Regions from separate parts of the Sus scrofa genome. Here regions 2 and 3 are each linked to region 1. Evidence: chromatin contacts called from public HiChIP or PLAC-seq data. All regions are on one chromosome and are shown on one strand. Each heading gives the region's core, a stretch centred on a gene start, on an enhancer-like site or on the middle of the called end of the contact. The rest is flanking DNA. Distances are from core to core; before and after follow the strand shown.

What was found. HiChIP or PLAC-seq counts read pairs in DNA pulled down with a chosen protein or histone mark.
Region 2: an H3K27ac HiChIP or PLAC-seq map of skeletal muscle shows a contact between it and region 1. The contact joins two enhancer-like sites. A contact is called at or near these places in 1 of 5 promoter capture datasets (liver), 5 of 47 Hi-C or Micro-C datasets (embryonic fibroblasts, heart right ventricle, liver and 1 more) and 1 of 2 datasets of contacts at active chromatin or transcription factors (skeletal muscle).
Region 3: a contact with region 1 is called in an H3K27ac HiChIP or PLAC-seq map of skeletal muscle. The contact joins two enhancer-like sites. A contact is called at or near these places in 3 of 47 Hi-C or Micro-C datasets (embryonic fibroblasts and liver) and 1 of 2 datasets of contacts at active chromatin or transcription factors (skeletal muscle).

What each region holds. Positions count from the first base shown.
Region 1 is chr11:46,453,260-46,456,773 of Sscrofa11.1, forward strand. It overlaps a transcript of KLF12 not described here. Among named protein-coding and RNA genes, the nearest start is that of KLF12, 150 kb to the left of the region's middle. Within about 2 kb of position 2,167, at least 19 of the 83 cell types and tissues checked have an H3K27ac peak or open chromatin away from gene starts, as enhancers often do. A contact at or near this core is called in skeletal muscle, where this site is marked.
Region 2 is chr11:46,583,680-46,586,827 of Sscrofa11.1, forward strand. It overlaps a transcript of KLF12 not described here. Among named protein-coding and RNA genes, the nearest start is that of KLF12, 280 kb to the left of the region's middle. Within about 2 kb of position 1,887, at least 18 of the 83 cell types and tissues checked have an H3K27ac peak or open chromatin away from gene starts, as enhancers often do. A contact at or near this core is called in skeletal muscle, where this site is marked.
Region 3 is chr11:46,301,553-46,304,938 of Sscrofa11.1, forward strand. The region is part of intron 1 of KLF12 (Kruppel like factor 12); the gene reads right to left. Among named protein-coding and RNA genes, the nearest start is that of KLF12, 5.0 kb to the right of the region's middle. Within about 2 kb of position 1,344, at least 4 of the 83 cell types and tissues checked have an H3K27ac peak or open chromatin away from gene starts, as enhancers often do. A contact at or near this core is called in skeletal muscle, where this site is marked.

The sequences.
Region 1 (3,514 bases), core at 917-3,416:
GACATGGAAAGAGTTATACTGATGAGCTAGTTTGAGTCTGTTCCTTTGCTCCTGCAAGCGTAGAGTATGGAAGCAGTGTGTGGAAAAAAAAAATGTTTGTTTCTTAACCGGAGAAAACGTAGCTGGGGAGAAATTATGTCAATTATTAGTGTTGGTAATTTTCTCAAAAATGTGTTTTAAAAAAATGTACGTGGCAGAAAATGTGTGCATATAAATAAAACATGTGCAATAAATTTGCAAATACCCATTTAAGATCTCCATCATCAACCTCTCTTAATTGTGCAGTGTTGTGTTGCAACCACGTTTCAGTCTAACCAAGAGACCAAGCCATAAATCAGGCATAGCTTAATCAACAAAATCTTGGCTTAACCAGGGATTTGCAGTTCAATAGACTGTTCTAAATTATAGTACAACAGCACAAATTTAATGATTCCATAAAAAAAAATTTAAGGGCATTTTTAATGACCACTTGATAGAAGTTTCAGTTGACTCACTGAAGAAGTAGCCTGGAGGTTTATAATCTCTAAATAATCCTTGTTGATCTTTATTTTCTATTTTCTGTAAATGATCTTGGAAACTGTATTTTCATGTCGTTTTCTGTGGAAAAGCTCAGATACTTCACCTGCATTATATAAATGTTAATGTCAGTAGCTTTTATACCAGCTACAGAGAGACTTTTTTTAAGAGTGACTTTCTCAAGGTCATAGAGCAAATCTCTAGTGAGACAGGAATGGAATTCATGACCTTTGACTGCCAGAAGTTTTCTACCCACACTCGGAAATTCCTTCTCCATAAGTGTAATTTATATGCTCACTTTGAGAGGCTGGAAAGTTCATCCCTTTTAGGGCAGGGGGTGGGGGATGGGGCTTGGTTTTCCTGCCAAATCAATTGCCACACCGGCACTGTAGAGTCTCACAAAGTGATTTTTACCTATGTTATTTCATCGTACCCTCACCACAACCCTGGAAACTGCATATTATTTTTCCCATTTTACAGACATAGAGGAGTTAAGAAATTGAACCAAGGTCATCCAGAGTTAGTAAGCAAGAGAGCCTGACTCAAACGGCGCTATCTCTGCCACTTAAATCAGTGCTGATTCCAGGATGTACAATCTTAGCAGATACCCGATTACGAAATGAATGAAGGTTTTCTTTACAGATATTTATGCCATTTTTTTACAATCATTTACCTTGGTTCTCATTTAGGTCTGTGGGTTTGTTTTCTTTGGGGAACGGTTGATTTCAGGTTTTGTTAGAAGTTTGCTTGTGAAACTAAAGTGGGAACACTACTACTAAATAAAGAACTTGAAAAAAAAAAAACAAAACAAACAAACTTTGCCTGTTTTCCTCCTTTTTATTCAAGTGGGTAGGGGGCTCTTTACCATAATTCATGGTCATCATGTGAACGGTGTAGGTATGGGGTGTATACCAATATAACTAGAGAATACAAAAACTCACATTCATAAATACAAAATATTATGTAATATAATAAATATAAATACTATGCATATACACACATCTAAAATAGAGAATATATTTATATATGTAGTATATACAGATATATCACGCCAGCAATCATTGCGAAAAGCCATATACACCGTTAAGCATGGTGAATGAAGCACAGGAAACACAATCCCTGGATGTGGAGGCCAGCAAAGCTGTAATAGCGGCAGCTTCTAGTGCCTCTGATGGGGGTGGGAAATCTATCCCAAAGCTCTGCAATTTTTTTCCCCTCATCTTCCACATAGCAACACAGCAGCAAGGGCTTTCCGCTGCTGCATCTGTCACTAAAAAGCAACACTGTTTGGACCCGTCCAATTATTACGCCTGTAATAAATATTCAAAACTATTACCATCAAATTCAGCAACAAAATAAAAGTTAACTTTGAGATGAAAAAAAAAAAAAAAAAAGACAGGAAGAAAGACCATCCCAGAGCAGAATTCTTTGAGCAACTATCCTGTAATCTGCTGCCAGACCAAAACAAATTTTTATGGAGCAACAGGACTACTCAAGTAGCCACTTTTATGACAATAAACACCCAAAACCGAAAAATCCTTTTGTAACATAATTACTGAGAATATATAAAGAAAGTAACCATTTAATCCACAGCATGTGTTCCCTACCGCAAGAACTCAAAAGCTGACATCAGATGGGGTGTGGCTGCCGTAGGCCCGCCCTGACAATGAATTCTGGCCAGTTGAAGTCACACAGTTCTCCAGAAGGGCCTGGGATCTAGAATCACTCACAAAGCAGGTCTCACAAAGCCTAAGGCTGCTGCCCTTCTGGGCACAGGGCAAGGCCCATCTGTTTACTTAGATTTTGATTCTGAGAGCCCTAGTTGTGGTGGATGAGTTAAGGCTGTGGTTATTGGGTGTTGCCAGTGATTTAATTGCAATACTTTCACCCTTACATTGTGCACATACTTAAGACTGAAAGGCGTACACAATTTGGACTCTGAAAAAATAAATACACATGAATTTTAAATGGAAAATGAACACTGGGCAAAAATACAGATTATTTCCACTCTGGGACCATATGGTATTTTCCAAATGGAAATGATAAAGGTAAGCGACTGCAATCTATTTTAGGAATTGTTTACAAAAATGAAAGTTGTTTTCTACAAGGAAAACATAACCGTGCTGTCGATTCAGAATAAAACTCTTTGGGGATTTTTAGCTCTTGTTCATGAATCAACATGGAAGCATAAGGAAATTTATTTAGTCAAAAAAGGCATAACTTTTTCAAATGAGTTTGTGCCGTTTCTAGTTCTGCAGAATACAAACTACGTTGTATTAATACACAAATCATCTACAGCTCGTTTGGTGACGTTGACACTAAAGGGTTTGTCACTCTCACAATATAGATAACAAACCATTGGACGCCCCCCCTCCCCGATTTAAAGTGATTCGTCTCATGTTAATTCATAGAAACATGAAATGCCACACTTTCCATTCTGTATCGTGGTGAAAACATCCAAGACGTTTCTATATTCAACTAGTTGACAGCATCACCTCACTGGTCAAGTTACTCAACACTCTAGATGAACCCACACTGGCTTGGTTCAAAATGCCGTCATAAAGGCCTAGAGGCCTAAGCACTTATGTCATCTTTGCTCGGAGAGAAAACACACCTATATTTAAGACCAAATTATTTCACTAAGTTGCTAACAGCCGGCTTCGTGCTATAACATCTAAAACTCACTCTAAGTCTGCTGAAGTGCATGTGTGTTTACCTTGCACAGAAGGCTGGGAAGTAATCCCCGAGGAACATATATTTTTTTTTTAAACGACCAGAACGCTAACGCTATTACATGCCTGATGGGTGCTCTTCAGAATGAACAGATCAAGCATCCCGATCTGTTTTTCCCTTGGCCTGGGGAGAGAGTGTGCACACCGTTTGCAGTTCCTCCCTTTCTGTACACACATAGGCTGCAGCTGTAGTAAACAAGCCCAGGCCAAGAGTTGCTAAGGTCAAGGTTTCAAATGCTATACCAGGACCAATTTTCTCCCCAATG
Region 2 (3,148 bases), core at 637-3,136, 130 kb after region 1:
CCAGGACTCCCGGGGCATGTGTATTCCAGATTGAGATGTGCACTTGGGATGAGGAACCAATGGTGGGACAGAAGAAGGTGGTGGCAGCAACAAACTGTGGTTAAATGTGTTAAACTTAACAAGGAGTGCCTTAGCATCACTGGGATTTGGAAAGGTCACTTTGATGGTGGCTCGGAAGATGGATGGAAGGCATGTGGATGTAAGAGGAAGGATAGACTGTTCTGGGTACCACCTGGATGGTGATACAAGCAACTGAAGAAAATTCCCAGTTTTTGACTTTGGCATTTGAGTAGAGAGCATTAGTATTTACTATGACAGACACAAAAATAGATTTTCAATTTTGCAAATGAAAGTTTGAAATGAATTTGGGACATACAGGTGGAGACATTTGTTAAATGCTAAATATCTGGTTTGGAGACCAGGAGATAAGTTTATTCATTTCTTCCTTCCTTCCTTCCTTCCTTCCTTTCTTTCTCTTTCCTTCTTTCTTTCCTTCCTTTTCCTTTCTTTCTTTCTTTCTTTCTTTCTTTCTTTCTTTCTAAAATCTATCTATCCATCTATCTAATCAATCATTTATTCATGTATCTATCAAGTGATCTACCAATCATTTATCTTTTTATCTATTTACCTTTGGGAATCATAAGTCTATAAGTGGAAATCAAAGCTATGGGAATTGATGAAATTGCCCAGGGAAGTAGTGAAAGTGTTGCAATGAAGGAACTAAGTGGAGAGGGGGTGGGGTGGGGGGCCAGTGGCGGCTAAAGAAATCAAAGTTAGTAAGGAAGAAAGAAAAATCTATGATGAACATTAACATTGCAAACAAGTTTTTGAGATCTCCTAACACATTTTCTCATCTTATAAATTTAAGTCAAGGCTTAAAAATGACAAAGGATTGCCCTAAGAGCACTGTTTTATTTTCTCATTCCTGGGTGCATGTTTTATCATATTTTAATGATCTCACTTTATCAATAAAATCTGTAGTGTTTTTTGAATCTCCCATTCACCACAGCCTATAGATAGCAAAGTGTTTCACAAAAAGTAGTCACTCAATACAGTTTTTTAAATAAATTAATTTAAATATTACCTTTTGGAAATAAGAGTGGACAACTTTATTTTGGGCAGATCAAATTAAAATATAAGCCTGGTAGTGGATTTTTTTTTAATCACATATACATTAAATATATTAACATATCAGTGGAAAAATAAATTAACTGCCTGAGATCCATGGCAAAAGGAACTTTCAGTAACTTTTTTCTCCAGACGCTTCTACATAGAAGAGTTATTTTTGGCCCTTGTTCCCCTCCCTCTGGAATGTCTTTCCTTGCTCTTTCTCAAATCCTCTTCCACCTCACCATCGCCACCCCAATCCTCCTGCCTTGCCACCACGCCCAGGCCCGCCTTCTCCAAATGCCCACACTTCAATATCTGCCCTGGAACCCTAGTCATAGGTGTCAGAAGAAATCGTCAAGGATTTCAGATTTGCTTTGGCTGTAAGTGGGTGATGCATTCTGCTTGAAATGGATGACAATGGTGTACTTTCCCAGGGTTTGATCCTAATCCACTGGGAAGTCCCAGGGTGGTGTAGAAATAGCACCGTCTTTGAGTGTCAGCAGGTGGGTGGCTCCCCTGGAGGAGAGCCCATTTTCTACACCACTTTTCTGCCCTCTGGCAAAGAGAAGTGGAAGCATTTAGAAGGCTGCCCGGCCTGATTCTTTAGGCCCAGAAAGCGGTGGGTTTGATTCTTTGCGATTGTTCTCTAAGTAATGATTCATGGAACAAGGCGGTGTTTGCCTTTTTGGAAAATACAGGGGAACCACTCTCTTGGCTTCTGAGAAAACTGAAAGTGGCTGTTTGCCAGAGATTTGTGCAGCTTCCTGGCCTGGTGGGTGGAAAAAATAGCACAGGGCGACGTGAGGGAAACAGGGACTCTCCCTGCCCCCACCCCACCCCACCCCACCCCATGTGCCCAAGATGCCGCCCCAGAAAGGCTGGACAGATGGTGAAGATCCCCTTTGGTGGCATTTTCTTTGGAAATGTGAGTCTGTGTGCCAAAAGCCTCCAAAGAGAGAGGGTCTCTGCTGAGACTGAGGCGCGCCCGGCTGCATTTAGGAGGCTGGCTGCTTGGGCTGAGATTTGCATCTGTGCGTGGCGTCTGAGGATAAGAAAGCACATCTGCTGATGCGGCCACGAACGCTGCCGCTAACGACAGCGGTTCACGAGATTCAAAAGATGAGGGAGGGTCAGAAAGTTAATTACTCCGGGTAAAAAAAGTCTAAATGCTCAGAGGGATGAACGGGTTTTCTGTAATTAATTTAAGAAAAGACTCTTTTAGCTGAAAAATAGGATCTTAATATAGACATTGGTAGTTTGAATTCCATCCTCAGTTCTTGCCGTCTGTGAAAATTATCTTATTGTACTAATAACGAGTTTGGAGGCAGTAAGCTACATGCTCTTGACCGGATTTTCAAAGAAAATAAATTGAGAGTGCAGAAAAGACAAAGCAAAGCAAACAATATCTTTGATATCTTGCTTATTTCGCTGCAGTAAAGTGGATCTCACAAACGCACTGAGTGATAAAGATGGTTTCGATGGCTTTGAATTGAAAAGACCACGTAATATAAAAGAGTTGCCTTGTTGTTACAGATTTTCTGGTGCACCGGGATGACATGGATTAAATAGGAGCATTTCACTGTGATGATAACACTTTGAAAAAAATATCAGAGACACACGGGCAATTTGGAGAGATCTTTGCTGCCATTAATTGAATTTTTCTCTGTGATCCCTTTGCTGGTACATAATCAAGATGTACCAGCCCTGTGCAGAGATAAAGAAGAGAAGTGAAATACTGTAAGCATCCTACCTGATTTTTCTCACTTCCCCAATCATACTTTCCCCTGACTCTTCTGGAACCTCCACTGATGTCCTGTGGAGGCTGCAGAAGGAATTTGTACATTCGTGGTATACACTTGAACTCTGAGGGTTTACCTACGGAAACAATGCATGAAAAATCAGAGTTATATCCAGGTATCATAAGTAGGATGGTTTTTAGGTCGACCAACTGAACCGCAACCAGCCTGAATGAATTAATGTTACTATAGAAAGATATTTTCATTATTACAAAAGAAAGATCACAGAGATCAGTATTGAC
Region 3 (3,386 bases), core at 94-2,593, 150 kb before region 1:
GATTTTACTTCTCAGAGTTGAAGAGCAGGATCCAAGAAAAACTGATAGGGAATGATAAAAACCAAGAAGCAAAACTGATGAGGTTACTGAACTACTAAAAATAGTTCATGGACATCTGAACTAAAAGCAAAACAAGACCAAGTGGAAAGTCAATTTGCTTCAGCCTTCACAATGATACCAAATGATAGATGACAGTGAAGCACTATTTCTGTATTTCTGAGAAAAGTAAGAGTTAAGACTAAATAGCTTTGATACTTATTCTAGTGAACAATCAGAAAATAAATGTTAATAACCTAAATTTTTATAATAATGTAAAACTAAGAGGGAAAAGAAAGAAAGAAATGTCATTAATTTACCCATCTTTCATAGCAAAAAGTCAAAAGGAATTGTTTAAACTCAGTCATTTAAAAAACTTGAATTATCAGAACTCAAAGGGTTTTTTTTCCCTCTTAATTCTCCAGTAGTAGCATCGCTTTGGCGAAAGGATATTAACTTGAAAGTAATAAATTCCTTTCATCTTAACTCAGTTCCATTTGCTTCCATTACATCAGAAGCAAACAAAAATATACTGCAAATACCAAGTATAAATATGATTCTATTTTTGTAAAACTGTCTCTATTTATGTGTTTAAATGCACAGAGATGCTGTAAATAATACAAACGATAACGGGTATGAGGCTGGGAGGTGATGGGGTTTTCCATGCTTTAATGTTTTTTAAAATGAGTAATACATCATCTTCTCAAATGCACCATCTTTTCAAATTATAAAGCTATTATCCTACTTCAATAATTGCACAATCTTTCTCAAACCCTGTATATCATTTTGTTCTCATATCCCCAGTCTGAGAAACGAGACACCCAAGGGTGAAGTGACTCGATGGAAGAATGACCTCATGCAGGATGATATTTTAATAAATATGTGATACCCTTATAGTTTGGATCATTATCAAATCCACTGGTTTGGCTAATAAAAGGAAGAACTTTGAATGTAACTATAGATGTCTGGAAATAGGATGAACTGCCACATGCAGTAGGAAATTCCAAGGAGTACTCATCATAGCACGAAAGTAACCGACCAACTCTTATGGAAGACAGCCACATACCAAGCACATATTAGAGTCAATGACCTTTGTGAGCACTTCCAATTCTGAAAATATTTGACTTTGTGATGTGATGTCATGCTCATGAATCTCTGTTTTATGCTATATAAATAATAGTATCGAGCGCCACCCACACCTTTAGAATGCTACAGCTCTGAGCTGTTTTCACAAATATGGCATAATTTCTTTCACCTCTAAAACAACTCTTGAAATAGGTAGGACTGGTGTTGTTAGTTCCACTGTGCAGCTGAGAAAATTAAAACTCAGATAGAAATCACTGGTCCAGATCATACAGAGAATTGCAAAGCCCAGACTTGACTTTCTTGGAATCCATGTTTATTGCCCAAGCAGCTACTCTACACAAATATACAGTGGCCCAGTGCTGACAATATATTTCTCCTACATTGACTGGGGCTTTCAAAGCAACTGTGCCTGCTTAGCTCAAAAGTGAAGAAAGGTTGGATCGTTGCTATTACATTCTTTCTAGCCTGTGTCAAGAAAAAGCCTTGAAACTTCATGGAAAAGAAATTTTATGGGCACTATATATGCCCATCACTATGAAACAAACTTTTTTTTGGTAGGGTACTGAAGCTTTCTCTGAAAGGCTTGCTACTGTTCTCATGCCTTTCAAATACAAAGAGGAAAACTCACCCACTGCTAATGCTCAATGGTTTAAGTAGCTGTTCATCACAGGTAGTCACAGAGCAAAAGTTTCAATGTGAACTTTCACAAGTTGGGCTAATGTATATGCATGCATATGTTTTGAAAACCTGCTCTAATCCAGCGGCTGAGAGCACTTCATAAACATACTGGAATGGGTGGAAAGAATGAAGCCAAGTCAGGTTTGGGGAGCCTGGTCCACAAACATTCTCAATGAGAGCGACTGTTAATATACGTGAAAGAGCTTAAGACCAGATTTTATGCCAATATATGTGAATAGAAAATAATGAATAACTGGGATCTTTTTAGAATTTATTTCATGTTTTCTAGTGGCAGATGGTAAAGGGACAAATTCAAATGCAGTAAAATTGAGTAAAAGAAAAAACTTAATGCAATATATATACATAATCATTTAATATAAATCATATTTATATATTATTGAGTACTTGATTGATTGATTGAAAGGGGTGATGAAGACAGCTCCTGGAAGTAAGACCCTTGATACGGTCACAAAGAAATATTTTACAGATGCTATTTAGGGTGCTGAAATATTAGAGCTTAAGCAGGAAAGCACAGCATAATATTCTACGGCTCTTGGCAAGATTTCATCACCATTGGCAAACTGGAAATGCACAAAATAGTTTTTAAGAGTCATATTCAAATCCCTTTCAATTATGTAGACAGTGGCAATGCTGCATCCACTGCTGACATTTTAAAAATGTCATCTTAAAAATGACCTTCAGAATATAAGTGAAATATATAAAAGATATATTTCCAAATTGCAATTTCCTCTCTGAATCAAGACTTTATTAAGACTAACAACACCTGATTCAAGCAGGTTTTAAAACAAGTATTACTGTATTCTTTGTTCTGAGGCATCTATAACTGAAGATACGAGGTAAAAAATATAAAAAAACAGCAATAAGAAAAACATAAGCCATTGGGACAAACACATTAAGTGAAATACTCCCTGCTCCTTCCTCTGTAAAGACTTCTGAACTCATGAATTATGAGCTATGAAGCACAATCATTTAGAATGAATCACATAATATACTACAGTTAATCAAGACAGTATTTTCAGTTTATCCTCAGGGTAAGTAGTAACAGAATGATTTTCCCTGCCATCATCTTCGGTTGTCATAAAATTACTTACAGAATGACACCGTCAAAATGTATAAACTTACAAAGCTAACACTAGTCCATTCATACATAAAAATTTAATAACAATTGAACAAAAACACAAATACAGTATCAATATCATACATAAGAAAAAGGATAAATATTCTCTGCATGATAATGAGTGAAAGTTTCCATGTGTACACAAGGATAAGGCAGGGAAATCTGAATTTACTACATTTGCCCTATTTGTGCAAAGGAGTATATAAAACTGTTTAACTTTATAAATGAAATTATCTATGATTTGCTGGAGCTAGCTCATCCCTGGCTCATGAGAGCTAACTGTTAAATTTTAAGGAATCTTGCGAGCTCTTTGTTTAACCATTGAAACCAGCCATAGTGGGAATATTTACACCATGGGAACTGACAAATACTAAAGACAGGGCCTCCTCATCCCATGCTCTAAAAGCATTCTACTAGCACACCACTAATCCATACACAAAAAAGAGCA